Regions from separate parts of the Mus musculus genome. Here all the other regions are linked to region 1. Evidence: chromatin contacts called from public Hi-C and HiChIP or PLAC-seq data. All regions are on one chromosome and are shown on one strand. Each heading gives the region's core, a stretch centred on a gene start, on an enhancer-like site or on the middle of the called end of the contact. The rest is flanking DNA. Distances are from core to core; before and after follow the strand shown.

What was found. A called contact is a pair of places that touch in the nucleus more often than the background predicts. HiChIP or PLAC-seq counts read pairs in DNA pulled down with a chosen protein or histone mark.
Region 2: a contact with region 1 is called in a Hi-C map of embryonic stem cells, with 2.4 times the contacts expected there. The contact joins two enhancer-like sites. A contact is called at or near these places in 1 of 15 datasets of contacts at CTCF or cohesin (pro-B cells), 6 of 484 Hi-C or Micro-C datasets (B cells, the N1E-115 cell line, brown adipocytes and 2 more), 1 of 115 datasets of contacts at active chromatin or transcription factors (pancreatic cancer cells) and 1 of 9 other capture datasets (embryonic stem cells).
Region 3: an H3K27ac HiChIP or PLAC-seq map of trophoblast stem cells shows a contact between it and region 1, with 2.8 times the contacts expected there. The contact joins two enhancer-like sites. A contact is called at or near these places in 9 of 39 promoter capture datasets (the 3T3-L1 cell line, 3T3-L1-derived adipocytes, the C10 cell line and 4 more), 2 of 15 datasets of contacts at CTCF or cohesin (the NIH/3T3 cell line and large pre-B cells), 11 of 484 Hi-C or Micro-C datasets (the N1E-115 cell line, Sertoli cells, cardiomyocytes and 2 more), 28 of 115 datasets of contacts at active chromatin or transcription factors (the NIH/3T3 cell line, astrocytes, bone marrow-derived dendritic cells and 16 more) and 1 of 9 other capture datasets (liver).
Region 4: an H3K27ac HiChIP or PLAC-seq map of regulatory T cells shows a contact between it and region 1, with 18 times the contacts expected there. The contact joins two enhancer-like sites. A contact is called at or near these places in 3 of 115 datasets of contacts at active chromatin or transcription factors (embryonic stem cells, pancreatic cancer cells and regulatory T cells).

What each region holds. Positions count from the first base shown.
Region 1 is chr17:88,253,340-88,260,266 of GRCm38.p6, forward strand. It overlaps Gm31615 (a long non-coding RNA gene), which reads right to left. Exons shown (of 7, transcript XR_877113.1): 4 at 359-956. Among named protein-coding and RNA genes, the nearest start is that of 1700116H05Rik, 51 kb to the right of the region's middle. Within about 2 kb of position 2,927, at least 289 of the 459 cell types and tissues checked have an H3K27ac peak or open chromatin away from gene starts, as enhancers often do. A contact at or near this core is called in the N1E-115 cell line, embryonic stem cells, liver and 3 more, where this site is marked.
Region 2 is chr17:87,873,262-87,880,188 of GRCm38.p6, forward strand. No RefSeq gene overlaps it. Among named protein-coding and RNA genes, the nearest start is that of Gm41649, 75 kb to the left of the region's middle. Within about 2 kb of position 4,405, at least 97 of the 459 cell types and tissues checked have an H3K27ac peak or open chromatin away from gene starts, as enhancers often do. A contact at or near this core is called in the N1E-115 cell line, embryonic stem cells and pancreatic cancer cells, where this site is marked.
Region 3 is chr17:88,600,748-88,607,674 of GRCm38.p6, forward strand. It overlaps a transcript of Ston1 not described here. Among named protein-coding and RNA genes, the nearest start is that of Gm31704, 21 kb to the right of the region's middle. Within about 2 kb of position 3,149, at least 7 of the 459 cell types and tissues checked have an H3K27ac peak or open chromatin away from gene starts, as enhancers often do. A contact at or near this core is called in liver and trophoblast stem cells, where this site is marked.
Region 4 is chr17:87,945,049-87,951,975 of GRCm38.p6, forward strand. No RefSeq gene overlaps it. Among named protein-coding and RNA genes, the nearest start is that of Msh6, 27 kb to the right of the region's middle. Within about 2 kb of position 4,128, at least 27 of the 459 cell types and tissues checked have an H3K27ac peak or open chromatin away from gene starts, as enhancers often do. A contact at or near this core is called in pancreatic cancer cells and regulatory T cells, where this site is marked.

The sequences.
Region 1 (6,927 bases), core at 1,677-4,176:
CAAAGATTTATACCAATGAAAACCTTAAACCTGTATCAATATACAAATTCTGTACCAATGTAAGAAATTATAACTTCAATTTTGTATCAGTTATAGAGATTTCTATCAATGTAAATAATATCTATACAATGCTTTATTTAAGAATAAATTTAGCACCGGGCATGGTGGCACATGCCTTTAATCCCAGCACTCGGGAGGCAGAGGCAGGTGGATTTCTGAGTTCGAGGCCAGCCTGGTCTACAGAGTGAGCTCCAGGACAGCCAGGGCTATACAGAGAAACCCTGTCTCGAAAAACCAAATAAATAAATAAATAAATAAATAAATAAATAAATTAATTTAGTAATCTGCTCATATTTACCCGCTTCATCCTCTCATCATGCTTCCATGTGACAGGTGCAGGAAGGTAACGCAGGGCTTTGATTGTCAGAGTAGCTGGGAGTTGCAGTCTCATGCATGTTCCCAGGTTCCTGTCTACTTGTGCTATGATAGGCATCTTCTGGGAGCTCCAGTTTTCTCACTACAGAGTAAGAATAACAAGAATTAACCATGAAGCTTTGCTGCGCAGGAATGAGCTAGCCCCAACTTACTGAAGAAAGGAGCTATTATTAATATGCAGCATATGGACACACAACATATGCATTCTGAATGAATGAATGAATGAATGGGCACAAGGGAAGGTTGGGAAGGTTGGCCCAGGTCCCCTAAACTGATGAGCAACTTCTTTGAAATTATGCCTTTAGGAATTTGTTATTTGAGATGAGAAATGGGTAAAAAGAAAAACTCAGAAAGGTTGTATGAGAGACTCCTGCGTGGCTGGCATCCAAGCAGCAGGATGGACGGATAAACTTCCCAACTCTCCAAACCACACAGGCCGAAGCTGTGCACTGGAGACTTCCAGGATGCCAGATCTCTTTCATCCAGAAGGAAGGAGACGGAGTGCTCGACACAGCTCCTTTCTGTGAAGATAGAACATTGGTAGAAATCTTCGTATATTGATACAACATTGGAAATGACCATATGTTGTTACTGCCTTGGGAGTGGAAACTCAGTTATGAAAGGGATTCGGCTACGAAGTACTAGGACTGAGTCACTCTCGGCTAAGACTGGAGATTTCTTAAAACTAGAAGCAAAGCTTGGGAACTTTCTTGTCTCTGAAAGGCTGATAGGCTTCAGCATTAAAATCATATAATCAAAGTTAGGTGCTTTAATCCCAGCACTCAGAAGACAGAGGCAGGCAGATCTCTGAGTTCAAAAGGCTAACCTGGTCTACAAAGTGAATTCCAGGACAGCAAAGGGCCTGAAACTCTGTCTTGAAACAACCAAATATCTACACATATATAATATAGTTAATTTTTCCTGAATGCCTGTGGTAACAAACAATAAGAGTGATTATCTTGAAAACTATTTGTTGCCCGGTGGTGGTGGCACACGCCTTTAATCCCAGCACTTGGAAGGCAGAGGCAGATGGATTTCTGAGTTTGAGGCCAGCCTGGTCTACAGAATGAGTTCCAGGACAGCCTGGGCTACACAGAGAAACCCTGTCCCGAAAATCCAAACAAAGAAAGAAAGAAAAAGAAAGAAAGAAAGAAAGAAAGAAAGAAAGAAAGAAAGAAAGAGAGCTATTTGTTCTCTAGATCAAAATATATCCATCTTACTAATGTTACTACTTTTTAAAAACAGAGATTCATTATATACATTTTAGCAGAATACAATAAATACTTATTATACTAAGTAACAATAATCACAATAATTCGACTTGTAAAATAAAATACAATTAAGGTGGCCCAGGTGCCCAGTAATGAGTTTGAAGTAATGACTCATAAGTGCGAAGACTTCCCTGACTGGGTTTCTAACGTGATTACAAGTGGGTCATAAAAGTGAGTGTGAGAAACTAGCTTCCCAAACCAGGATCACCATTTACTGGAATCCATGAGTTCAGAGTAAGGCAGTAATCTTCTGGGGAGAAATGACTACTGTTGACTCATTAATCCAATAACTCTGTACTAATTACAGTGCCTCAGTTTCCCTATTTTATGAAGTTGTCACCTGCCTGCCGCTCAGTTGTGTTTGGAAAGTCCAGGGAGATAATAGTGTGTTTTGAAAATAAGGAATACATTATAAATGCTAAATAATAATAACAATAATAACAGGGAGTCTCTAATGACAGGGGTCCTTTAATAATACTCATCGAGTGTAATAGCATCACTAACCAGTAGGAACAAGACAGAGTGCGTTTGTCTTCTTAATCATCAGTTTGTCTCATGGGAAATTGGTAGAGAGAGGACTGGCGCCTCACACCGAGCCCCCACAGGCTTGCCAACCCGGTGACTCCTGCCCTCCAACTAGCACCTGCTTCGTTTCTCTTTAAGAAGGCGAGCGGTGTAACAGAAAGAAGGGGACAGAGGTATCCCAGCTCACATCCTAAGCCCAGAGAACAGGATTATAAAGTTTCAGTCCATAGCTGGTTGTAGAAAGAAAAGAAAAATAGGCTTGAGACCAAAGAGAGCAAAGGGCTTAGGGGGACGAAGGACCAAGGTAGCCACGAGGTGGCGACAATCCAGCTGGAAAGACCCGCTCGGGTGGCATAGATGGTTCGCAACCGAGGAAGGAACTTCCATAGACACAAAGAAGGGGTCTTCGGAACGGGGAAAAGGCATTTTGTCTGCTTCGCCGGCAGCGTATCGGGAGTTAGACATGACGAAGGCGACCTGGAGAAGGAGCGAGCAGCTCTCTTGTCATTCCTTGGGCTTCCACTTCCCAGGACCGCAGCCCTTGGTGTAGGGAGAATTTTGTGCAAAATCACCCGAAAAAGGTTTGACCCCCTCCTGCCGCCCGGAGGCCAGCCAGATGCTTCCCCGCAGCGACATTCCCAGGATTCCAGCCCGGGAGAGGACGATTTTGAGCCCAGCCACAGGCCTTGGGCCAGTATCTGGCTGCAACTGCGGGTCGGACTTAGCTCGGCAAGGCAAACCGGCCAGCTCACCCGGGGGCCGGGTCCTTGGAGCCCCTTGGGATCCGACCTTGGGGGAGGCTGCACCCTGGCTCTGGAAAGTGCAGCGGCCGTAGGGCGTGCCCGTAGCTCGGCTGCACCGGGTGCCTGGGAAAATGTCCGGAGCTGAGCGAGGCCCAGGGGGTAGGGGTGGGGGGTGGGGGTGCTCTGCTAGTTTTCTTTTGTTTCAGTGTGAATGTGAACACAACCACACCCTCGTTTGTGCTGGGCAGGAGGTAGCTGGCTTTGAAACTCCACTATTAGGAAATTTGAAATAGGGTTGTTAGGAAACTCCCTCGCAATTCTTAGGGCCGTCCTGGGCTGCCGAGCTTGGGCTCTAGCTGTCTGCCTGGTGCCATGCCTAGCCTACTGAGGTGCTACAATCTTTGGCCTGCCTAGAAGCCATGGGCGAATCCATGGCCCTCCCGCTTGGACCATGGTCAGCGATCAGGAAATCCGGGCAAGCTACTCACGGGCCCACCCCTCTGGGGTGTGGGGCGGGAGCCCTTGAGGAACACATGCCCCCGCAGGACTGCCTTATTTAAGCCCCACAGCATCATCACCTGCATTTTGCAGATGAGGGAAGCAAGCCTTTGGTACTGAGTAATTTGCCCGAGAATCTCAACTCTTAGAGGGGCTGGGATTTTACACTGGACCTGCATTTTTCTCCGAAGCCCTAGGCTATCTATGCTGCCTCCTACAGCCCCGCCAAGAGCCAACTGGGAGAAATATAAATAGAGCCAGGAATGAGCTTAAATTTTGGCAGGACAACCGAGGTTATTTTGGACTCTTCTTGCCTTTGAATGCAGACTGGAAAACAGCTAGTGTAAGCTCCACCTTCATCAACAAATGTTTTCCGTTTGTGTTTTATACCAGGAAACTAAGCACTGAGGTATCCCAGCGAACAGGACAGATCATATTAGTGTGTGATTGCACGAGTGTTTGGTGAGCTAATTATTAAGCTGTTAACTGAAAAACTGCCAATCTGGGCACTAGAGGGAGACTCCAGGCAGCAGGAGGAAGGGCAGTGTTCTTGCTGTAGGCAATCCCAGTAGGTTTCCCCTAGCAGGGTGGTTGGTTCCAATCAGATCTCTCCAGTGTTCCCAGCCAGTCTGTGTGCGGGTCAGCTGTGTCATAACCAGAGCAGGGCAGCATCCACTTCTCTGCAGCCTGAGCTCAGGTACCAGAGTTCTCCTTAGTGTTCCCTAGTCCTGGCAGGGTAACTGGGCCTCCTTACACCCTTCCTATACCCAGTGTTGCGCTGGTAAGTGTTCCAAAAACAACAACAAAAACAACAACAACAAAAAACAAACAAACTAACCTAACAAAAAGAAAGACCCTTAGTTTGCAATGAGTGGGTGGGAGGTCTCTACGGTAGAGATCACTTTCCCGGGGGTCACTTTGTATCTCTTCAATCTTACAGACAGGTACACAAATGCTACCCACCACACACATACACTGTCCTGTGCCCTATTGAAAAGTTAGTTTGCTTTCTTTCTTTTTTTTTCTTTCTTTTTTTTTTTTTTTTTTGGTTTTTTCGAGAACCTACATAGCCCTGGCTGTCCTGGAACTCACTTTGTAGACCAGGCTGGCCTCGAACTCAGAAATCCACCTGCCACTGCCTCCCGAGTGCTGGGACTGGCTGTTGTTTGTTTTTTAAAGATTTTATTTATTGTTATATGTAAGTACACTGTAGCTGTCTTCAGACACCCCAGAAGAGGGCATCAGATCTCATTATGGATGGTTGTGAGCCACCATGTGGTTGCTAGGATTTGAACTCGGGACCTTTGGAAGAGCAGTCAGTGCTCTTACCCGCTGAGCCATCTCACCAGCCTGTTAGTTTGCTTTCTAGTTTTTTATTTTTCACCACCAGACTTTGAAGTTTCCAAGAATCTTTGGATTTTTTTTTCCTTCAAAATTTCTTCTGACAGAGTTGTTGGATGTTAAGAGACAATGTAAACAACATACTCTGAAAGCTACTTCAAAATCTAGACCAGTAACACAATCCCGGAAATTCCTACCGGAGGTTTGTAAAACTGTAGTGACAGAAGTGGGCCAAGTATTTTGAAGATAGCTCACATAGGTGTCAGCCAGGGTGACCTCAGAGCAGGGTGGAGCCTGTGACTCAGCATGGGAAAAGCAGACATACGAGTGACTTTGAGAGCCAAAGTTATGGTCTAAGTTTTAATCACTGTGCCTAAGAGACCCCCGAAACTAAAAAGCCTCTCATCTGTAGCCCCTCCCTCGCCCAAGGACAGACACTTCCGGAAAAGCCGGCCGCTGCTGGTAATGGGCGATTAACAAGCTCTGCGGAGTTTGTTTGACTCAGCTGCACCGATGTGCTGAAGGTACGGGACAGGAAATACCTCAGGATGCAGCAGCGGCAGTACTCTCCTCAACCAGCAGGATTAACATGACCCACCATGAGATCACATTGTGTGTTTGAAGAACACCCTGTGTTCTTGAAGCCTTGGGAAGATGGATATTGCACAAAGAAAGCACCAGAACCCGAGGAGTGAGCAGTTTATCTCATGGGTGGTCAGGGTAGGGTCACCTTTCCCATGTTCCATTCTGTAGCTGTACAAAGAAAAAATTAACACGCATCTCTGTATTAGCTACTTTTCTTTTCTTTTCTTTTTTTTTTTTTTTTTTTTTTGTTTTTTGTTTTTTGTTTTTGTTCGTTTGTTTTTGGAGACAGGGTTTCTCTGTGTAGTCCTGGCTGTCCTGGAACTCACTTTGTAGACCAGGCTGGCCTCGAACTCAGAAATCCGCCTGCCTCTGCCTCCCAAGTGCTGGGATTAAAGGTGTGTACCACCACTGCCTAGCTACCTTAATTCTCTCTTTCCAATAAAACCTTTGTTTACACAAAGGCCCGCTGCTGCTGCTGCTCTGTTTTAGGAATTTGATGGCCTGGAGGAGTGACCCTCCTTGGAGCAGGAGGGTTTGCCTCCCTTCATTTCTGGTGCACCAATTCTCTTCAGACTAGCCAATTAAATAAGAGAGTGAGGTTGAACCTCCGCCAATGCAGAAAAGACAGAGCCACTGTCTGAGTTAGAATGAAAACCAGTTGCCCTTCCTTTCTCAGCGCGTTCTTTCTGTTTGCCAAGCCGGGTGGTGGAAGCACACGCCTCTAATCCCAGCATCCTGAAGATAGAAGAGACCAGCCTGGTCTCCAGAGCAAGTTCCAGGAGGCCAGGGATACACAAGAAACCATGTCTTGAAAAACAGAGAGAGCCAGGCAGTAGTGGCGCACCCCTTTAATCCCATCACTTGGAAGGCAGAGGCAGGCAGATTTCTGAGTTCGAGGCCAGCCTGGTCTACAAAGTGAGTTTCAGGACAGCCAGGACTGCACAGAGAAACCCTGTCTCAAAAAATAAAAATAAAAAAAAAAGAAAAGAAAAAGAAAAACAGAGGGAGACAGAGAGAGAGTGAATACTGAAATAGAACTCTAGATGTTTGTATCTTAAATCCATTCACTCACACATCCCTCCATCCATCCACCCATCCATCCATCCATCCATCCCTCCACCCACCCATCCATCCATCATGGTTGATGGACAAGAAACCTTTTACATAGTAGGCAGGTGTTCTGTTACCAGGTTCCGTCTCCCAATCACATGTATTTTTTTTTTTAATGAAAGGTTTGGTTTTATTTAAAGTTATGTATCATCTGTATCTATGTGTGGGTATGTGCATGGGTGATGGTGCTGGTAGAGGCTGGTGGTTGGTGGTTTCAGATCCCCCAGAGCTTGCTGTGGGTCCCCTAAGGTGGGTGCTGGGAATGGAACTCAGGCCCACTGCAAAGGCAGTCACTCACAAGGGCTGAGTGTCTCTGTTTATCCTAATATGTATGTTTTTTAACTTAAAAAAAAAAACCAATTAGCTCCTTTGCTTACTAAAATTATGCATATTTATTGTGAAACAAATGAATAAAATGG
Region 2 (6,927 bases), core at 3,155-5,654, 380 kb before region 1:
TAAAATAAAATAAAAATAAAATAAAAATAAAATAAAAACTTCCAGGAAGAAGCCTGCTTTGACCAGCCTTCAGCCCGATATAGATGTGACTCCTCTTCTCTTTATATGTGTGTGCTCGCACACGCATGCACACACGTGTGCGTGCATGTATGTGCGATGTGTGTGTGTCCATGTGCATGTGTAAGAATGCATGAATGCTTGTGTACATGTATGCATGCTTGTGCAAGTGTGTATGCAGATATGTGCATGCATGCATGCACATGTGTACATATGTGTGTGCATATGTGTGTGCATGTGTGTTAGAACAATGAAATAGGCCTTCCCCTAAAGAGCCTTGTCTAACCTCCCAATGGGAGACCTTCCTGCACTCTAGCCACGGCCCCAAACCCAAGCTGCCCACCGAGCTAGCAGCCTGAGCTAGCCAGACTCTCACCCGAGTGGGAACTACCCAGCGCCTTCTCCCCCTGCCCCTTTTCCCTCTGGCTCGGGGCAGACGTGCAGCAGTCCCCTGCATCCACCCGCCCAGAGACCTAGAGCTCTGGTGGGACATGGGTTATCTCTCCTACCCCCTTTATTTCCCAGTGTCCAGCACCCCACATGCCACAGGGGATTTATAAGTCAGTTATTGACATTTGGTTTTGGCAAGTTGTTTAGGAACCACCACAAGCATAGCAATGATCCCGACAGTGAATTAGAAAGCAGAATCAGGGGCTGGCATGAGGGACACTCTGAATGAGAGACACAGAAGGCAGAGACAGGGGCAGAATTAGAAACTGGCTGGCATTGGGAAAGGAGAGACAAGGGAGAGTTGACACTGCTCCCAAAGGCTGGACGTGAAGGTGAAGAAGTCTCACTGTCTCTGTGATGGTTTGTGTGCCCTCGACCCAGGGGTGGCACTATTAGGAGGTGTGGCCCTACTCCCTGTTGGAGTAGGTGTGTCACTGTGGGTATGGGCTTTAATACTCTCATCTTAGCTGTCTGGAAGACAGCCTTTAGCTAGCTGCCTTTGGAACAAGAGGTGGAACTCTCAGCTCCTCCAGCCCCACGTCTGCCTGGATGCCACCATGTTCCTGCCTTGATGATAATGGAATGAACCTCTGAACCTGTAAGCCAGCCCCAATTAAATGCTGTCCTTTATAAGAGTTGCTGTGGTCATGGTGTCTGTTCATAGCAGTAGAACCCTAACTAAGACAGTCTCCATGCACACGTGGCCCAGGAGCACCTGTTCCATCTCCTCTCAGAATGGAGCCAAGCATCAAGGGATACTCTGGCTCTGAAACCGCTTAGGAAGAAATGGAGCTGTAGACATGCATGGTAATTCTGTTACAGGAACCAAGGGAGCTGTGGCCAGGAAGGCTTCATCTGTGGACATTGCCCAGGTCCTCACCCTCCAGGCTCCTCATCGGGTGTGGTTAAAGCCCAATGCATCACTTTGTCTCCCGTCCTGTGCCTTCCCAGCCCCACATTTATCCATCTTCACTCTAGGTATGTGGCTCCAGGAACCTTAATGACTGCTAATGGTTTCCTTGTTCTTCATAGTATTAAAAGCACACAATAGTCTGGAGAGGAGGCAGGAGCAGTATTGCCCTGGCCAGCTAAGGCTATGGACTGAGCAACCCGGCAGGCAGGCCAGAGGGAGCCTGCAGCTATATCCAATAACCTGTTCAAGGAAGACACCAACACCCACCCGATTCTGAGTTTTAGTATCTTAACCCGACATCTGTTTAATCTTTCCCGGATCTACTTAGTTCTTTGCCTCGAGCTAATTTGCAAGGAAAACAAAACTGTCTGCTCCTCGCTGAGCTGCAGAGATCTGTTATGTCATGCAACAGAGTAAAAGCAGCGTTATGTCCCCAGTAATTATTTGTTTGTTGTTGCTGTTTGTTGTAATTTTGGTTTTTGAAACAGGGTCTCATTAGCCATCTATCCCTGGCAGACCTGGAACTCTCTGTGCAGACTACACTGGCCTCAAACGTGGTCTTCCTCCTCCCTCTGACTTTCCAATGCCAGGAACCTCCACACAAATTCTCATGTTGAAACCTAGTCCCCAGTGTGAGATGTTAGAAGGTGCACCTTTGGGAGGCTGTCCCCTCTTGGATAGGATTGGCAACATTACAAAGGGCTCCTTCACCTACTTCCACCAGCTCTCCAGCAAAAACCTGGTTGGTGCCCTCACCAAACATCAGGGTTGTTAATGGTTGATGTTGAACTACCCAGTGTAAACGGATGGCATGACCCTTCCATGGTATGGTTAAGGGGATGGTTTTTATTGTAGACATAAGGGAGGGAGCATCCAGCGGCATCTGGAAGAATGCAGAGAAGAAGTAGTAGACTGAACATGGCCAGCAGGATGGACCTGGCCAGGAGAGAAGCATGCACACAGAGAGGGAGGAACAGAGAGAGAGGGAGAGTGGGGAAGTGGGGAGGAGGGAGGCAGAGAGAGCCTAGCCAGGTCATAAGGAGGGTGAGGAGCTAGGGAGAGAAGCCCGTGAGCTGGAGGAGTTTAGGGAAGAGGAGGCGGAGAGCTGGGGCGCTAGCATGGCCTGTGATCACAAGCTCTGAACTATGATAACGGTTGATCTGATACGTGGTGGCTAAAGGAAAGTGGGTGGGTAGTGCACACAGTGTGGGCACACCAGGCCAGGTACACACAGCGTGGCCTCACCAGGCCAAGGGATGATCAGAAGAACAGAGAGGGCAAGTATAATACAATGAGCTATTTTGAGAGACCATGAAGAGAGATTACATTCACCTAGCACCCTGTTTACAGTATATTTATCGTGGGCGCGCTCTGTCAGACACATGAGTGCTATTTATCTTTCTATTTGTTGTCAGAAGATCCAGTAGCTTCATTGGCAGCAATCTGTCAGGTAGTCACACTGTCCTTGCCCTTGTGGTCCGACACACATTCTTTTATTCTTCTCTTATCACTAACAGTAACCCTTAGATCATACATCACATACAGTGGAGGGCGGGGGTGGCTGGGTGTAGGAGAGGGAACATATTTCCAGAGACAGCCAGACATATGTTTATGGAATTCCTGTAAGAAGTCGGAGTGAAGAGTTTTGAGAAACCAAAACTGGGAAGCTGAAATCAATGGAGAGGCAAGGTGCAAGGTGAGTAGATAGAGCTGGTCACCTGGGGTAGAGCAGGACCCTGGGGACAGAGCAGGTCACCAGGGCTGGAGGGTGCTACTGTAGGGCTGGCTGCTGCTGACTCACGGTTAGAGGCGGAGCTTCGGAGCTGAGTCTGGCTGCAGAGGAGACAGGCAACAGTGGGGACTGAGCTGAACTGGAAGTCCCTGGTACAGTGGAGAGTTCTCTACTATTTTGTCCCCTGATACACAGAGGATGGTCACCTAACAGACTGTGAGTTGGGGGGAGGGGTATTGTAAGACAGAATTCCTCTTCAGATAAAGGAGCTCTGCCTCAGGACATCCCTGAGCCCGGTGTGTCCAGAGTGCGATTTTAACACACTCACATGCTCCTACAATCCCAGTTCACCTTGACAAGTGTACAGGGTGACACCCTTTCCACACTCAGGGATAAAACCTCCATCAGTCTGTCCTTCAACACTGGTGATGCCACATGCCCGCCAAGGTAGAGCCAACCTTCTCCAAAATGAACTCTCTCAGGGCGAGGCACAGCCCGAAGACCATGGGAGAATCATGCGGGGCAGGTGCGGTCTGCACTCAACAGTATTGTTACAGTGACCCTAGTTCCTGATCAATCTGTGTTGAATTCATTATTGTTTATATATTTAGTGTTTGATTCTTGAGAGAGGGTCTTGCTATGTAGCCCAGGCTCACTACCTAGGACTCACTATGTAGTCCAGGATGTCCTGGAACTCAGGGTAACCCTCTTTGCTTTGCGTTCAGGGTGCTGACATTACACCTTCCTGTGCCTAACTTAAACATTAAACTTTATCATAGGTATGTATTTTTTTTAAAAAACCACAACATATGTACTATCTGTGACATATGTAGTGTCTGAATCCCCGAGGATGAGGGGACTTGTTCCTGTCCATCTCATCTGTGGAATGGTGGGAGGAGCGCCTCCCAGATGATGGAGAGAACTCAAAGCTCAGGAGCTGGATGGCAGTCCTGGTGTAAAACAAGGGCGTCCACCCTCGACGCGACTGCCGGTTGCCTGGGGGAAATACTTGAAAAGAAAAAGTCTGCTTTTTTGGGGCCTGCCTGGGCTTTTGTTAATAAATTTCCAGTAGGGCGCTTCCGCCACTTGCCTTTTTTTAGAGACGTGAAGAAAGGAGAATTGAAAACATTTCCTATGTTGAAATGAAAGGCACTATTTAATCTTGTCACCATCTGCCTTCGCTCCAGGCTGAGAGCCTGCAGGCCTGGCTGCCTGTTTCCTAGCGACAGGACAGACACACCTTCCCCATTAGAGACACAGCAACTGTAGACAATGCCCTTGCTCCCCCGGGACCTGGAGTGTGGCCTGGCTGGCCCTGGACACTTTCCTTCAAGCAAAGAAACCACTCTAGCTTCCTTCTCGCGGGTCACACAGCAGCAGGCCTAGCCTTTAATTAACTCGAGAAGTTCCTGTGTAGTCTTCAGAACCCAGGTTCTCTCTTCCGCTGACGCTTCACTTCTGGGAGATCCACAATGGTGTGTTCTCGGGGCGCATTCTTTCTAGAAGCTCTGAGGGAGGCTCTGAGCTGTGCGGCCTGGGTCTTAACTCCCACTGGCTCCGGCGCTCTCTGACGCCCCCTGGCTTGCAGACAGGGGGCGCCAACTCTCCATCCTCAGGCAGCTTTTCCTTCCTGTGACTGTGTCTTTCCTGTCCCTTCTGGGGACATTCGCGTAGATTTAGGGCACAACCTAATCTGTGTTGTGTGTTCATCACAACAGTCTTATTTAATTACATCGACAGAGTCCTTGATTCTAAATAAGATCACATCCTGAGGTTCCTGGTGCCATAGCCTTTGGGAAGCCAGAAACTAACCCATGGCAGAGGCCTGTCATGTCACCTGCAGCTCTTTTTTTTTTGTGGGAGAAAGGGTCTGATAAGTAAATGAGAAAGGGCATGACCATTCTAGGTATTGTTGTAGAGAGGTTCTTATGGTAGATATGAGGAAGAAGGACCAAGAGAAGACCCAAGAGAGCAAAGATGGCCAAGAGCGGAAGAACCAAGAAAGCACGGCCTAAATGGCAGGTTTATGTAGAAAGGAGAAGCTAGAGGAAGGGTAGTTTAGGGAAGGGGAGGGGAGGGGAGGGGAGGGGAGGGGAGGGGAGGGGAGGGGAGAGTTTAGGGCAGAGAGTAGGGGTAGGGAATGGAGGATGGGGTTGGGGTGGTGAGAAATGCAGAGATACCAGGACTCTAACAGGAGCTTGGTGAGAACAGAGAGCGCCTGGAAGCCTGGGTTGTTAAATAGACACCGCTGTTAGCCATTTGTCCTGAGTTTTGGGGGGAGGAGCTGACAATAAGCTGCTTATTAGGTGGCTTTACCTCTTGACCCATAACTAATGTGTGCATATATTTAAAGCCAAGCTTGGGAGGGCAGGACACTGCCTGTAAATGTAGCCCTAACCCTCACGGCAGGAATCCAGACTGGTCATTGCCTCGAGCAGTGGTTCTCAGCCTTCCTAATGCTGCAACCCTTTAACACAGTTCCTCACGTTGCAGTGCCTCCAACCATAAAGTTATTTTCATTACTACTTCATAACTGTAATTTTGCCACTACTGTGATCATGATCTGACATGCAGGGTATCTGATGTGTGACCCTGTGAAAGGGTCATCTTCTGACGATCTGCCAGCTGAGGGTCAGCCACCCCGTCTAGCTCTGCTATGCCATGGGGGATAAGAACCTGCATAGCTCGAACAGCAGGGCTCCCCTTGGACCCTTCTGCCTTTGTAGCAGCATGGTGATCAGCTGCGTGCCTCACGGGTGATTCAGGCCCACCTGGGAATAGAGACCATGAAAGCTCCTGACCCCTGGCAGGGACCCTCCCTCTGTATAGTGTCCATGTGTTTGTTTTTTAGGATGGTGGGAATTGAACCCACAGTCTCCTGCTTATAAAGCAAATGCTGTCCAGCTGAGCTGTACCCCAGCCCCTCTCCCTCTTGGTCTTCTTGTCTGGATACAAAGCAACCACCTACAGCAGCTGAAACAGACTGAAAGCCTCCAGTCCCCAACTGTCCTCACCAGTGGCTGAAACCTGACCTTCTAAAATCTACTCCTTTTGGCTCAGTACATCAACAGGCTGGGTAGGGTGCAGGCTCTGTATGCTTGACAGCTTATATTTTGTTCCCAGTACCTAAGGTAAATCAAATGCAAAAACAAAAAGAAACCTTCAGGACTATTGTAGGCATTTTTTGACTAGGGATTACAGCCTCATTCAGAAGGAACAAAGGATGTTTTATGGAAATTTCTCCTCCCACGTGGTCTCCCAAGTACTCAGACCTCCCTTGAAGCCACTGCTGTGATGGTATCTCAGCCGTCTGCAGCCTTCGTGTTCTCAGAGACACACATGCACTCATGCACACACACATAATTGGAAGGCAGCCTGCCGGGGTTTGTAGTCTGTGTTTGGGGGGTCCTTCTGCTTCAGTGGTAGAGGGCCTGCTCCAGCAGAGGCTCCATTGACCTGTGAGCATTGCCCAATTCCAAGACACACAGGCTGTTTTGGATTACTGCCAATGAGGCAGCCGAGGGTAACTTTGAATGCACACCTGCCACACTGGCATGGAAATATGTCTACAGGGTGCACTAGAAATAGCATTGTTAGGCTCATCTCCAGATGCCACGGACCTCCAAGGCCCTCTGGCCCTGGACTGAATGGCATCCCACAAAGGCCGTTTTAAGACGTGGGTGCCGTGCAGGTGGGGATGTGACTTTCATTCACCTTGGCAGGAGCACTCATATGGTTGTTATGCTTCTATTAAAGGTGTGTCCATGAAAGGGCT
Region 3 (6,927 bases), core at 1,899-4,398, 350 kb after region 1:
AAACCCTGCCTACCTGGCAATGTTCCCTTCTGCGCCCATCATGGATGGATCTAGTTAAATAGAGTAGTCCGCCACGCATCCAGCAGCAAAGGTGAGCTTAGCGTGGGCTACACAGGAAGCTGGAGATATCAGAAGACCACAGAAGGCCCCTGACCTCAGGATTGAACAGGTTGGATAGTGAGGTGGAGTCACATCTCCACACAGCCAGGAGAGAGTCAGTCACCTTCTGGCTGTGTCAAATGGGTTAGAAATAGATAAGGTCTGTGACCTCCATCAAAAGGCAAGAAGGAAAGGGTTGTTCAAAGTAAACTCACCCAGAGGAATGGTACGTGGCCTTTAAATGCTACCCTGTACAGGATACTGAATTATACGGGAGATGCTCAGAGAGCAGGGGTGAATTTAAATAGCAAGTTATGAATTAGAAAGCACTATCCTTTCACTCTGAAAATACACCCGTGACAATTGAAATGCTATGCTTTGAAACGGTCTCGGGGATTATAGTTGCTCTTGCTTTTCTTCCTGTTGGCCCAGGTTCCTCAGCTTTTGACAGTAATGATAGCTAACATTCACCAAGTATTAAACACTCACATGGAGTATTTCGTTTTAAAAGTCTTTGAGGTAAGAACTATTATTATTTTCATTGTGGGATTCAGAAACCAGGATTAGAGGGGAACTTGCCCAGGGCTGTACAGGTGCTAAGTGTGGGAGGCAAATCTCAAATTTAGGTCAGCGATGAGAGTCTACACACTTCAATCTCTACTATTCCTGAACAATATTATTATTATCAATATTATTTTAGAAAAGTTTCCTTGCTTTAGTAGAGTCAAATATTTTGATTGCTTATAAAATGCCTCCACCTTCCAAATCCTTTTTTTTATTTTCCCCCACTGACCCTTTTCCTAGGAAGTTGTTGAGAATTGTTCCACACTTACAATTGTGAAACAACTTTACCCCATAAGATGTACCCAGAAATCTCTGGGAGCTCTCCAGCCTGACTGGAGTTCCTGGAACCCATGGGACTGGAGTAGCTGGGGTGCAGGGCTGGCATTTTGAAGCAGGCCAGGCAGATTGGAGCTGTCTGCCGGGGTGTGTGCTGCTCTTTGCCGCCATGCCAGTGGGATAGGTAGAAAACCTGGTTGTGTGTTGATGCTTAGTTCTGTGTAAACATGACAATGAAAACCTGGCTCCATGGGTGACCTCATGCATTGGCAAAGTTGGCTAATTTAATGCACATTGGGGGATATTTGGTGTGAATCTTAAGTTCAAATCCCATAGCACTGCCCTCTGTCTCGGGGAGGCAGGAACTGGAGGTCACTTTATTCTTTCCCTTTATGGTACCTACCTAAATGTCCTCAAAAACATCTGCTGTGTCGTCATTGCCTCTACCCCCTGAAAAACCTTGTCAGATTTCATAATAAGGCTCCCTCCCCCCAACATCCCCCATTCCTCAGGGAGAGATTTCTGGAAGAGTAATGATTCTAATAATGGTGACCTCATTGAACATACATTTTGGTCAAGTGCTGTGACACAAGCCTTTAATCCCAGCACTTGGGAGGCAGAGGCAGGTAGATCTCTGTGAGTTCCAGGACAGCCAGGGCTAAGACTGAATACTGTTCTTGCAGAGGACCTGAGTTTGGTTCGAAGCACTCACGATAGGTGGCTCACAACCACTTGTAACTCAGGCCCCAAGGGATCTGACACCCTCCTCAGGCCTCCGTGGGTGCTGGTGCTCACACACACATATTCACACACATACACCATAAAGCAATAAATAGATGAATCTCAAAAAAAAAAAAAAGTAGAAGTAGAAGAAGAAGAAGAAGAAGAAGAAGAAGAAGAAGAAGAAGAAGAAGAAGAAGAAGAAGAAAAAGCAATATGATGGTCAAGGGCCTCCTGAATTATCCTGATTAGACTGATATTTGAGATCTTGATTATATTTAAGAAATAAAAGATTTCTTTCTGGTCTCAGAGGTGGGATGCGACCCTTTGGACATTTTGCCTGGGCTCTCTAGTGGGAGCTGTGACCCTACAATTATCCGTGTTTTATCTTTTTTGTTTTGTTTTGTTTAGTTTTTCGAGACAGGGTTCCTCTGTGTAGCCCTGGCTGTCCTGGAACTCACTCTGTAGACCAGGCTGGCCTTGAACTCACAGCCTGCCTCTGCTTCCCAAGGGCTGGGACTAAAGGTGTGTACTGCCATCTCCCAGCTGAGTTCAGTTTTCCCCATCAGTATTTCCGTTTTCATAGTTGAGTAACCTTAGTTTTTTTTTTTTTCCTCTGTCTCCCATACTTAAGATAAAAATAACAGCTCCACCCGAAGTATTATTGAGGAGATAATACACAATAGAAAGAGAACAGCCCGGGACATACCAGAAAGTACAAAACAATTGCTGTTACTATTATGGATTTAAAGGATTTATTGGCCGCTTTGTTTTTTAGCTTATATAAATCAATTTTTGTCTACTTGCGTGCACACAGACACAGAAATTTCTGCTGAGAGTTTTACTATAACTACATTTAATTTATACAGATGACTTTTCTGCATCTCTGGGAGTTGAACCCAGACGCCACACAAGCTACAGCTGAGTTTTGTCCGTGGCCCTTTTTGTTTATTTTGAGACCAGGTCTCACTAAGTTTCCCAGCTTAGCCTGTATGTAGCCCATGCAGGTCTTAAAATTTGTAATCTTCCTGCCTTAAAATCTCCTTGGTGGATGGGATTATAGGCTCGCACTCCAGACCTGGTTTATACTGACATCTTAACAAGATTAGATCTTGAGACTTCCCATATCCTTAAAAAAGATTTATCACCACAATCTTCATTATCATTCTTACCATTGTGTGTGTGTGTGTGTGTGTGTGTGTGTGTGTGTGTGTGTGTCCCGAGCATGCGTTGGGGGGTCCTGTGTGTCATAGCACAAATGTGCTGCTTGGAAGGTAACTTGTAGAGTTGGGTCTTTCTTTCTCCCTTTACAGGGTTCCGGAAATAGAGGTTGGACTGTCAGGCTAAGCTCCTTTATGAGCTGAGCCATCTCTCTGGCTCTTTCCTATCTCTTTTTATTTAGGTGAATGATAACTAGCGATTTGTAGCGGTGAGTTTGGGCTACACTGCTTTGGCGCCTGCCGGATCACACATGCGCAGTCGCCCAGGAGCGATCTGGATTCAGGAATGGAATTCACACACACTCGACACACCCCGGCACACCCACCTACCCACCCACACACGTTAATTTTAAAATGCCTTGGCTATCTCAAAGGCTGGACATTTCTAAACCTTCCTGTGCTACCCCAGATTCAATTGGGGGAGTGGCTGCAGCTCTAATCCATCTCCCACCACATCAGGGCGATCGATCTTCTGACTCCTACCCACTGTGTCCTAGCCTGCGCAACTCTAAGGGCCCCGCCCCATTTCCCTTCGTCCAGCCGTTGAGCCCTGGCATTTTTATTGATCCGATCAAAAACCAAATGAGGACAAGGACGGTTGTCAGCGTTTAGACACAGATTCCCGATTGAATCAAACAATTAAAACCAATCTCCAACAGCAATTTCTATTACAGATGTCATATGTAACTTTCATAGTCATTATTTCCTTTATATCTCGTCCATATTTTCAGTAACATCCTATTTGCCATTGTATTTTCTAATTTTCTGGGTAATAGAAATATTACTAGTTTAGAATTTTTTATTCTTTTATTCATTATACTACCTGATCTCTTTATTAGTCTGGATATTTCTGTGAATTTCTATGTAGTCAGAAACCAACAATAATTTGCCTCTTGTATTCCTTGAGATGTCTGTGTTTCTTCCTTGTCGTATTAACTTAGTAGAGCCACAAGTATAACATCCTACAGTGGTGTGGAGGCGTCTTGTGCTGTCTTGTATTCACTTTTTTCTTTCTTTCTTTTTGGTTGTTGGCTTTGGATTTTTGGAGACACATTTTCTCTGTGTAGCTCTGGTTGTGCTAGAACTCACTCTGTAGATCAGGCTGGTCTCTAAGTGATCTTCCTGCCTCTGCCTCCCGAGTGCTGGGACTAAAGGTGTGAGTAGCCCACCACCCTGCTTCAATGGGTTCTTTTAAAGATCCAGTAAGTACAAAGGTGGGTCAATGGGTTAGTAGATTGTCTCTATTTTTTTGTTTTGTTGTTTTCTTTTTCTTTTTCTTCTATTTCTTGATTGTCTCTATTAAATTAAAGACTTCCTTACATTCTTAATGCTTTCTAGCAAATTGTATAAATGACTTATTTTATATGTTTTTAAATGCCTTCTATGCAGATTATTTGAAATGAGCACATTTCCTTTTTGATATAATATAATAAATAAAATGAGTTAGTATTTTTAAATGTATCAACATGTGTACACATACATAGATATTTAATATCTGATTCTGTAGCCTATCATTTGCTGATATTTTATTTATGATTTTCTGCAAGTGAAATTGTTTTAAAATTTCCTTTGGCTGGGCATGGACACCTTTAGTCCCAGCACGTTGGAGGCAGAGGCTGAAGGATCTCTAAGTTTGGGGCCAGTCTGGTCTACAAAGTAGGTTACAAAAAATCCAAGGCCACATAGCCATGTAGTGAAATCTTGTCTCAAAAAAAAGTCTTATTATTTTGTATCTAGTTTAAATTGTTTTAAATTAATAAGTTGGATAGCTTATCTCATTTATATATAATAAAAATATATACATATATATGTATATTTTTTCTTGAGCTATTTATAAGACATAAAGATTATATGTTCTTTTAAAAAAATTGGTAAAAATGCCAGGTGGTAGTGGTGCACACCTTTAATTCCAGCACTTGGGAAGCAAGGCGGGTGGATCTCTATGAGTTTGGTCTATAGAGAAAGTTCCAGGGCAGCCAAGGCTTACACAGAAAAACCGTGTGGTTCAAAATCAAAACCAAATCAAGCCCCCACGCCAAAAAAAGGTAAAACCACTTAGATCACCTATGCAGAGCACATGCGTCAGATTTTTGACACCCTCATGTTCTCTCTGTCTCTCTCTCTTCTCTCTCTTTGTCTCTCCGTCTCTGTGTCTCTGTCTCTTTCTCTCTCTCTGCTTCTCTCTGTCTCTGTCTCTCTGCTTCTCTCTGTCTCTGTTTCTCTCTCTCTCTGCCTGTCTTCCTCCCTCAACCCCTCTTTCTGATACAAGGTCGCATGTGTCCTACAGTGACCTTGAACCTAGTACATAACTCAGGTTGTCTTTGAGCTCCTGATCCTCCTACCTGCATCTCTCAGGCAACGGGATTCTGGATATGAGTTACCATGTCCTGAACTGGCAATTAATTATTAGGAGTGATTAATAATTAATTTGATTTCCCTTTTTTCTTGATTCAGTTTTGATTATTATTAAGATGATCTACTTAGGTGTTTTCAGATTTACTCTTTTTTTTTAATAAATTAATTTTTAGTTTGTGAGTAGGCATGCTTTGCCTGCATGCAAAGCGAAAGACCTTGAAGAACAGAAGATGTCATCTGATCCACTGATCCTGGCATTATGTAGACTGTAGTGAGCCAAACCTGGGGCCTCTGCAAGAGCAGCAACTGCCCTTAACTGCTGAGCCATCTGTGCAGCCTGTGTTCCGAGTTCTAAGATTTATTACCATAAAGCTATTCACAGATTTCTTTTATAGCCTTATAGACATTGACTGTAGCTTAATGTTCTTCTTTATGTACTCAATATTGTTAATTTGTGCCAACAATTTCATTTCAAATAATATAAAATTTACTTAACACTTTTCAAATCTATATTATCTATCTATCTATCTATCTATCTATCTATCTATCTATCTATCTATCTATCTATCTATCCACACACACAAACACATATCTTAGTTGATATTTGCTATAGCCTAGGATGGCTTTGAACTTATGGCAGTCCTTCTGCCTCAGACTTTTGAGTGCTGGGATTATACTTTGGTGACATCATGCGCCACTTAATTTTTATACCCTAGTTCACAGAGTAAAATGTTTCTTTATAATATTTCATGTATCATGTTGGTTGCTTTTCCCATTGCCCCCACTCAGCTCTATGACCGCCTTCCCTGCTGTACCTTTTGCCTCCATGTCCCCCCCCTCCACTGTCATATCATACCCTTCTACTCTATCACTGTCATTTCATACCCTTCTATTCTATCACTGTCACATCTTACCCTTCTACTTTATCACTATCACACTATACCCTTTTATTTTATCACTGTCACATCATACCCCCTATTCTCTCTGTCTTACGCTGTAAAGGCTCCTTCCTATCTCACAGGCCTGGCATTTATGCACATTTCTTCACCTAATACATGCATATAACAATATGTGTATCATGGATGAGAGGGACTGACACCATTTGTCTTTTAGAACCTGAATTAGTTCACTTAATCTTTTTCAGTACCCATTTTTCTGCAAATTTTACTTCTTTAGTTCCTCATTTTTCTCTTCTTTTCTTCTCTTTCTTTCTTTCTTTCTTTCTTTCTTTCTTTCTTTCTTTCTTTCTTTCTTTCTTTCTTTCTTTCTTTCTTTCTTTCTCTTTCTTTTTCCACAAGTGAACAAAATTGTATTGCATGTATGTAGTACATTTTCACCACTCACTCACCTGTTGCTGGCCATCTGGGCTGAATCCAGTTCCTATCTGTTAGGAACTGAGCAAGAGTGAGCATGACAGTCAAATATCTCTGTAGTAGGATATAAAGTACCTTTTGAAATATACCCAGGAGCTGGCATAGCTAGGGTATATGATATATTTTTAGTGTTTTGAGCCATCTCTGCCCTGACTTCTGAAGTGGCTTTCTATGGAGAACTATAGCTTATGTTCCTCTCCCCTCATCTCACCAGCATTTGTTACTGGTTTCTCAATCATAGCTAATCTGAGTGGGAAGAGACAGAAACTCAAAGTCGTTTTTATTTGCATTTTCCGATGGCTTCAGGTGTTCAATACTTT
Region 4 (6,927 bases), core at 2,878-5,377, 310 kb before region 1:
TGAGAGACCTTGCTCTTGAGTTCATAATAGAGACCCTTATGTGTTTACATCAGAATTGGCTCCTCGGTGGTCTTTGGGGTCCCCATGACTTAGTCATGACACTAGCAGTGCCATTCCTATGGGCCAACCATTTAAATACATGAGTGTATGTATGGAGCCATCCCTATTCAAACCACCACAGGTGGTTAAAACCCCCTTTGTCCTTCCTCTAGATCTGCCATTTGGGGTGAGGCACCAGGGGCTTTGGGAGGCGGGCTCCGACTGTTTGTATGAGACATTTATACAGGTCAGAGTCAGTGGGCTCCGAGCAGTCCGTGTCTGCTTGTTAGAGGGCGGAGGAGGAGGATTGTCATTTTTGGCCGCTAATTTTGTCTTTTCGTTTGCTGCTGCCTTTGCCAAAGGCTCTAGAAAACCTCCTTTAGGACAGTGGGTTTTCCTTAGATCCTTGTTAGGGTTCTTACAATAAATGTAAGAAATGTAAGTAAATCCTGTAAGAAAAATCACAGGAGTGGGTAGCTAGGTGGGATGTTCTGGAGAGGGGCCAGCTCCCGCTTCTATTTCCTGTTCCCGCTGCTGATCTTGATGGCTCTGTTCGCTTGCTTTGCTTTCTATCGCCATCTCCTGTAGATCAGGCCTGGCCTTGGTCTTGAACTCCTGATTATGTGCCCCCGCCCTGCCTCCACCCTGTAAGTGCTTTTAAATTTTCAGGTTCTCTACTTGTTCCCATCACCTTAGCTGAGATGACTCCTGCACAGAAAATATTCATGGAGCAGAATTTCATCACACAAAAACTCAATAGCAGTAATGTCCCCTACTGTAGATTCTGCTGGCAGCTGGACGCCATGCTATCTTTGGGTGTTTCCTTTTTCACTTTTTCCATCGGTTAGGTGGAAATGGACTTGGGGTCGGTCCACCTTTAGTCTAAACATTAGTCATTAATAGGAAGAACAAAAGAAACTATGAAATTTTCAAGTAGAGAAAAAGAGGCTTGTTTGTTTGTTTGTTTGTTTTTCACGGGGTTTCATGTAACCTAAGCTGACCAGCGATTCCCCTGCCTTCCTAGTATTGGGATGCCAGATCTGCATTTCAACGCCTACTTTTTGATGCTTTGTTGTCTGCTCTCAAGGACCCGGAATTGAGCTGTACACTCCTGGAGATAATCAATAAGCTCTACTTTCCCAGAGCAATAACGAAGTGTCTCTAGTTTATTAAACTTGCCTGATCTGAGCTAGCAGTTGCTGAGACCTGGAAATTGTTCCTGGAAGGGATAAGTCGTTAGAGCAAGGAGACAGATTTATTTGAAAACCAACAAACCAAAGATGGAGTCTCTTCGTAGGTATTCTACTGCTGTGAAGAGACACCATGACCACAGCAATTCTTTTTTTTTTTTTTTTTTTTTTTCCGAGACAGGGTTTCTCTGTGTAGCCCTGGCTGTCCTAGTACTCTGTAGACCAGGCTGGCCTTGAACTCAGAAATTCACCTGCCTCTGCCTCCCAAATGCTGGGATTAAAGGCGTGCGCCACCACGCCCGGCCTTTCTTTTTTTTTTTAATTTTTATTTATTTATTATATGTAAGTACACTGTAGCTGTTTTCAGACACACCAGAAGAGGGCATCCGATTTCATTACAGATGGTTGTGAGCTACCATATGGTTGCTGGGATTTGAACTCAGGACCTCCAGAAGAGTAGTCAGTGCTCTTAACTACTGAGCCATCTCTCCAGCCCCGACCACAGCAATTCTTATAAGGACAACATTTAATTAGAGCCGGCTTACAGTTTCAGAGGTTCAGTCCATTATCATTGTGGCATGATGCAGGCAGGTGTGGAAGCAGTATACTGAGCCACATCCTGATGTGAAGGCAGAGAGAGAGAGAGAGACCAGGGCTGGCTTGGGTTTTTGAAACCTCAAAACAAAAAACAAAAAAAAAAAACAAAACAAAACAAAACAAAAAAACCAACTCCAGTGACATACTTCCTCCAACAAGGCCACACCTACTAACCCTTCTAATCCTTTCAAATAGTAACCCTCCCTGGTGACTAAGTGTTACCGACTGAATTGATCAACACATGAACCTACAAGGGTTATTCTTATTCAAACTACCACACAGTGCTATCACTTACAAAACTATGTTGGGGGACCCAGAGACAGAGAGAGCTTTTATTGGGAGAGAAAGGGGGAACCTGGAAGCAGACAGAAAGGAGAGTTGCTGTGTGGAGTCTACACCCTCCACAGTATACATCTTTTCTTTTCCACAAGAATATCCTGAGAGGACAGCTGACCTTTGTTGCCCAAGCCACTCTAGTTCCTTAAACAAACACATCATTTATTTCCCTTCGAGTTAAACATTATTCTACTTCTAATTAAAGAACAACACTCCAACACGCTCAGCCCATTTTCTGGTCTTATTGAAGACCATTAGATATATATTAGGTTCTGTAAATCTAGCGAAAACTTACTGATGAGTACATTTTTTACAGTTTGCGATTGGAGCTTCAGGAGCTTGGGCTCTGGCAGCCCCAGAAGGCTAGGATGGATCCTCCATCCATCATATCAATTAAAGGAACATGGTAGAGAAAACAGACAAAAGAGGTTTATCGTCTTTGTTTTCCTTTCGTTTCTCTCTCTCTCTCTCTCTCTCTCTCTCTCTCTCTCTCTCTCTGCAGAGTGTTACTATGTAGCTCTGGTTGGCCTAGAATTCACTATCTAGATCAAGCTGTCTTCAAAGTTACAAAATATCAACCTGCCTCTACCTCTCAAGTGGTAGGATCAAGAGTGTACCACCATGCGAGACTTTTTTTCAATGTGGCCACATTAGGAGACAAAGAAACAGCCCAAGAAAAAGAACAGTGACCCACACATCCATATACAACATACACACAAAGAGTGAATGTGTATGAAGGGATGTCAGAGGACAACTTGGAGGAATCACCTCCTTCCACCATGTGGGTCATCTGGCTGATGGTAAATGCCCCTACCAGCAAATCATTTAGGTTTAAACAGAGGATGGATTCTGGCAAGGGTCAAGGTGCAGCAGTGCGCAGACCTGGCTGGCCTAGAATCTGCTATCTAGATCAGTCTGGCTTCAAACTCACAAAAAATGGATCTACCAAGGTCAGGAGTCTTGATCGAGGTGTGGCCCTGCCTGCCACCCTTTCAGTCTGAGTTCTGCAAAAGTGGTCAGAAGGTCTTATCTGAGGGGACAGGTCAGTTCTCGGGTGATGGCTACCCCCGCGTCCTCTGGAGGAGGGGTCTGCGCACTGAGCTTCTACTTCTCCTGGGAGCCAGGATGACTGCAGGTTTCGGAGCAACTTCAGTGTCCTCTGCGAAAGTAAAGGGGATGGAGACACACGCAGAGATGGCGTCCTGCCTTCAGTCACCTGTGGGCTCACACGAGAAGTCAGGACAAAAGCGGCTTCTCGGGGGCTGTTTCAAAACCGACACAAGGCAATACTGAACACAGCATTCAGCTTGTTCCCACTGACGAGGCCCGTCAGACCTGCCTAGGCCTCATGAGCAGCTGGAGGCCAGAGAGAAAAGCATGACCTATGATGGTTATCTCAGTGAGGACTTGATGAGATTTACTCAGACTGAAGGCCGCAACTTGAGGGTTTGGAGGCCAGAAGTTTGAAATTGTAGGTTATAAACATTGCTATTTGTTTTTAGTTTATTGTAGCTAGGTATGATTGTATACACCTTTAACCCCAGCCCTTGGGAGGCAGAGGCAGACAGACCTCTGTGACTTTAAAGTCAGCCTGGCCTATAGAATGGGCTCTACGTCAGCCAAGGCTACATAGTGAGAACCTGTCTTAAAAACAAAACAAAAACAAACAACCTAAACAAATATGTATTTTTTATTTTATTTTGTATGCATGTGTGTATAACAGAAGTGAGGGGAGATAGAGAATTCAGATGTAACTGTGTCCCTGAGGTTTATTTGACAGCCTTACTTCTATACCCCGAGTTTGATCTCACATTTCTCTCTGGGACCAGGAAAATATAGGGGTGCTGGCTATTTCAGTAGGATGGGGTCCCAGGAGCCCAAACTGAAAGAGCCAAGTGGAGCTTTAGACGAACCGAGTCTCTGGGTTCACGGCCTGGCGAAGGCTGACCCCTGGTGGCTGCACGGAGCCTTGCAGCTGCAGCCTGCTTAACCTGGCTAGGGCTCTTGCAGACCAAGAGTGGTTGTGAGGAAGGAAGCCAGTAAATGAGGCGGGTTTCGAGCCACATGGTGCTTTTCCAAAGTCTCGGCTAGACAACAAGAGGCAAACATCGTAAACTCATATCACTAGCCTTAGGTAATTCAGGAGCAGTAAGGATGCAAGCCTGGTCCTTGGTCCTGTGAAGGCTCGATGCCCCAGTGTAGGGGAATGCCAGGGCCAGGAAGCGGGAGTGGGTGGGTTGGTGAGCAGGGGGTAAGGGATAGGGAGTTTTTGGAGGGGGAAACCAAGAAAGGGGATGATATGTGAAATGTAAATAAACTGGGCAGTGGTGGCGCACGCCTTTAATCCCAGCACTCGGGAGGCAGAGGCAGGCGGATTTCTGAGTTTGAGGACAGCCTGGTCTACAGAGTGAGTTCCAGGACAGCCAGGGCTACACAGAGAAACCCTGTCTAGAAACAAACAAACAAACAGGAAGGAAGGAAGAATCTAATTTTTAAAAAAGTGAATGTTCTAAACAGTATGAAAAACAAACAACAACAACACTGAAAGCCTGGGAAAGAGTGGGTGAGTTGGTTGGTCAGGTTGGTTTGGTTTGGAACTGCCTGCTTGTTTCTTGAGGCTATGTGTCTCTGTGTAACCATGGAAACCTCCAACTTAAAACTTTGCTGAGGTCTTCCGGTCTCAGGCGCTGCGGGAGCCGCGGGTTACCGTGCAGACGTGGCCAAGTCTAAGAACCACGGCACACACAACCAGTCCCGCAACTGGCACAGAAATGACATCAAGAAACCCCGGTCGCAAAGATACGAATCTCTTGAGGGGGTTGACCCCAAGTTCCTGAGGAACATGCGCATTGCCAAGAAGCACAACAGAAAGGCCTGGAGAAGATGCAGGCCAACAATGCAAAGGCAGTGAGTGCGCGCGCAGAGGCCAACAAGGCCCTCGTGAAGCCTCAGGCCATCAAGCCCAAGATGCCAAAGGGCCCCAGCCGCAAACTCAGCCATCGCCAGGGCTTTCATCGCTCACCCCAAGCTTGGGAAGCAGATTCGAAGCTACATGGCCAAGGGTCGTAAGCGCTGCCAACCAAAGCCCAAGGTTCAAACCAAGGCACAGGCCAACGCTCCAGCTAAGACCCAGGCTTCAGCTCCAGCCCAGGCCCCCAAAGGTGCCCAGGCCCCTGTGAAGGCCCCAGAGAAAAGGCTTCTGCCAGTGTGAAGACAGATGGACTGCTGTGACACACCTACCCACACACTATTTGCAAATGACCAGTGTCCTATGCTGCTTTTACAAATAAACTCAGGCAAGATCTGTTTAAAAACAACAACAAACAAAACAAAACAAAACAAAACAAAACCTTTGCTGAGGATGGTCTTGACCGATCCTCTGCCCAACCCCACCCCACCCTACCCCCAGTGCTGGGACTATACAAGTATGTCCCTCCATGCTCCGCTGTAGACTGAGGGATCTGGCATGCCTGTTATTCTGCGTCCATATATGACAGCCTTTCTCTTTAGGCATGGGGCAGGACACCTGGGATATGAGATGCACTCAGATCAGACAGCCTGACAGTACATTCTCAGGATACATTCCTACTGTTAAGAGATAGGTGATTGTACTCAGAAATGCCCACAGGTGCTATATCTTAGGATACTTCATTTTGAACCCCAACAGCTACAAGCACGGCCCACCTGAGTCTGCCTTGGGAGGCCGCTGAGGAGACAAATCACAAAGAGAGGTAAAGAAACATGTCTTATCTCCCCCCGCAGGCCTGAGGAGACTTACCTGCCGGCTCGCTCTTCAGAACTACAGAGGCCAGTCACTTATAAAGTCACTTGGGTGACTTTACAGAGCTCTCCCCACCATCCTTACAGACCCACTAGCTGCTTTCTCCCCCCCCCCCAGAAGTCAAGCCCCTCCACCCTGATGGCTCTCACAGAAACCTGGCAACCCAACTGTGCTAGGGCCAAGTTTCCCTCTTGGAGCTGCAAGCCCAAGACAAACTTGAATTATAAGTTTTCTCTATTTGAAGATGTATTTTTATTTGTGTAGGTGTCTATGTGTACTGTGTATGTATAAATACCATGATACGTCAGAATAGGAGGGCATTGGATCTTTGGCGACTGAGATTACCGGTGGTTATCAAAGTATCAAATTCTCACAATGAGAGCTGCTCAATGAAGGGTTCCCTGCAAGAGCAACAACTGCTGGTGACTGTTGGAGCCCTGTAACTTTAGTCTTTACAAAACCCGAAGGAGCCATTGGAGCCCCTGGGTAGACAGATGACTCTGAGTTGCCACCGTGTAGGTGCTGGGAATTGAACTAAGTATTCTCGTAGAGAAAAGCCAGTGCTCTTAACCACTGCACAACCCCTCCAGCTCCAACGTTACTCTTCTATAGTGCCTTTCTCTGAGACTACTAGCACATAGGCTAGGTTACATGATATGGGATGTGCTGCCTCACCCTCAAACCTATACAGAGAGAAATTCCCTTTGTGTTGTGGGGCCGAATGAAGGGTCTGTCAAGACAGCGGCCACACTGTCTGCAGAGACCAGCTCTCCTAATGAAGCTGGGTTTTGACCAGAAGCCTTGTTTTTTTCACTTCAGGCTGTGGGGCAAGTGGGGGATCTGGACTGGGCTTTATATCAACGTGACACAAGTTAGAGTCATCTGAGAAGGAGGAGCCTCATCTGAGAAAATGCTTGTTTAAAGATGGGGCTTTAAACAAGCCTGGAGGGCGTTTTCTTAATTAGTGATCACTGTGGGAGGACC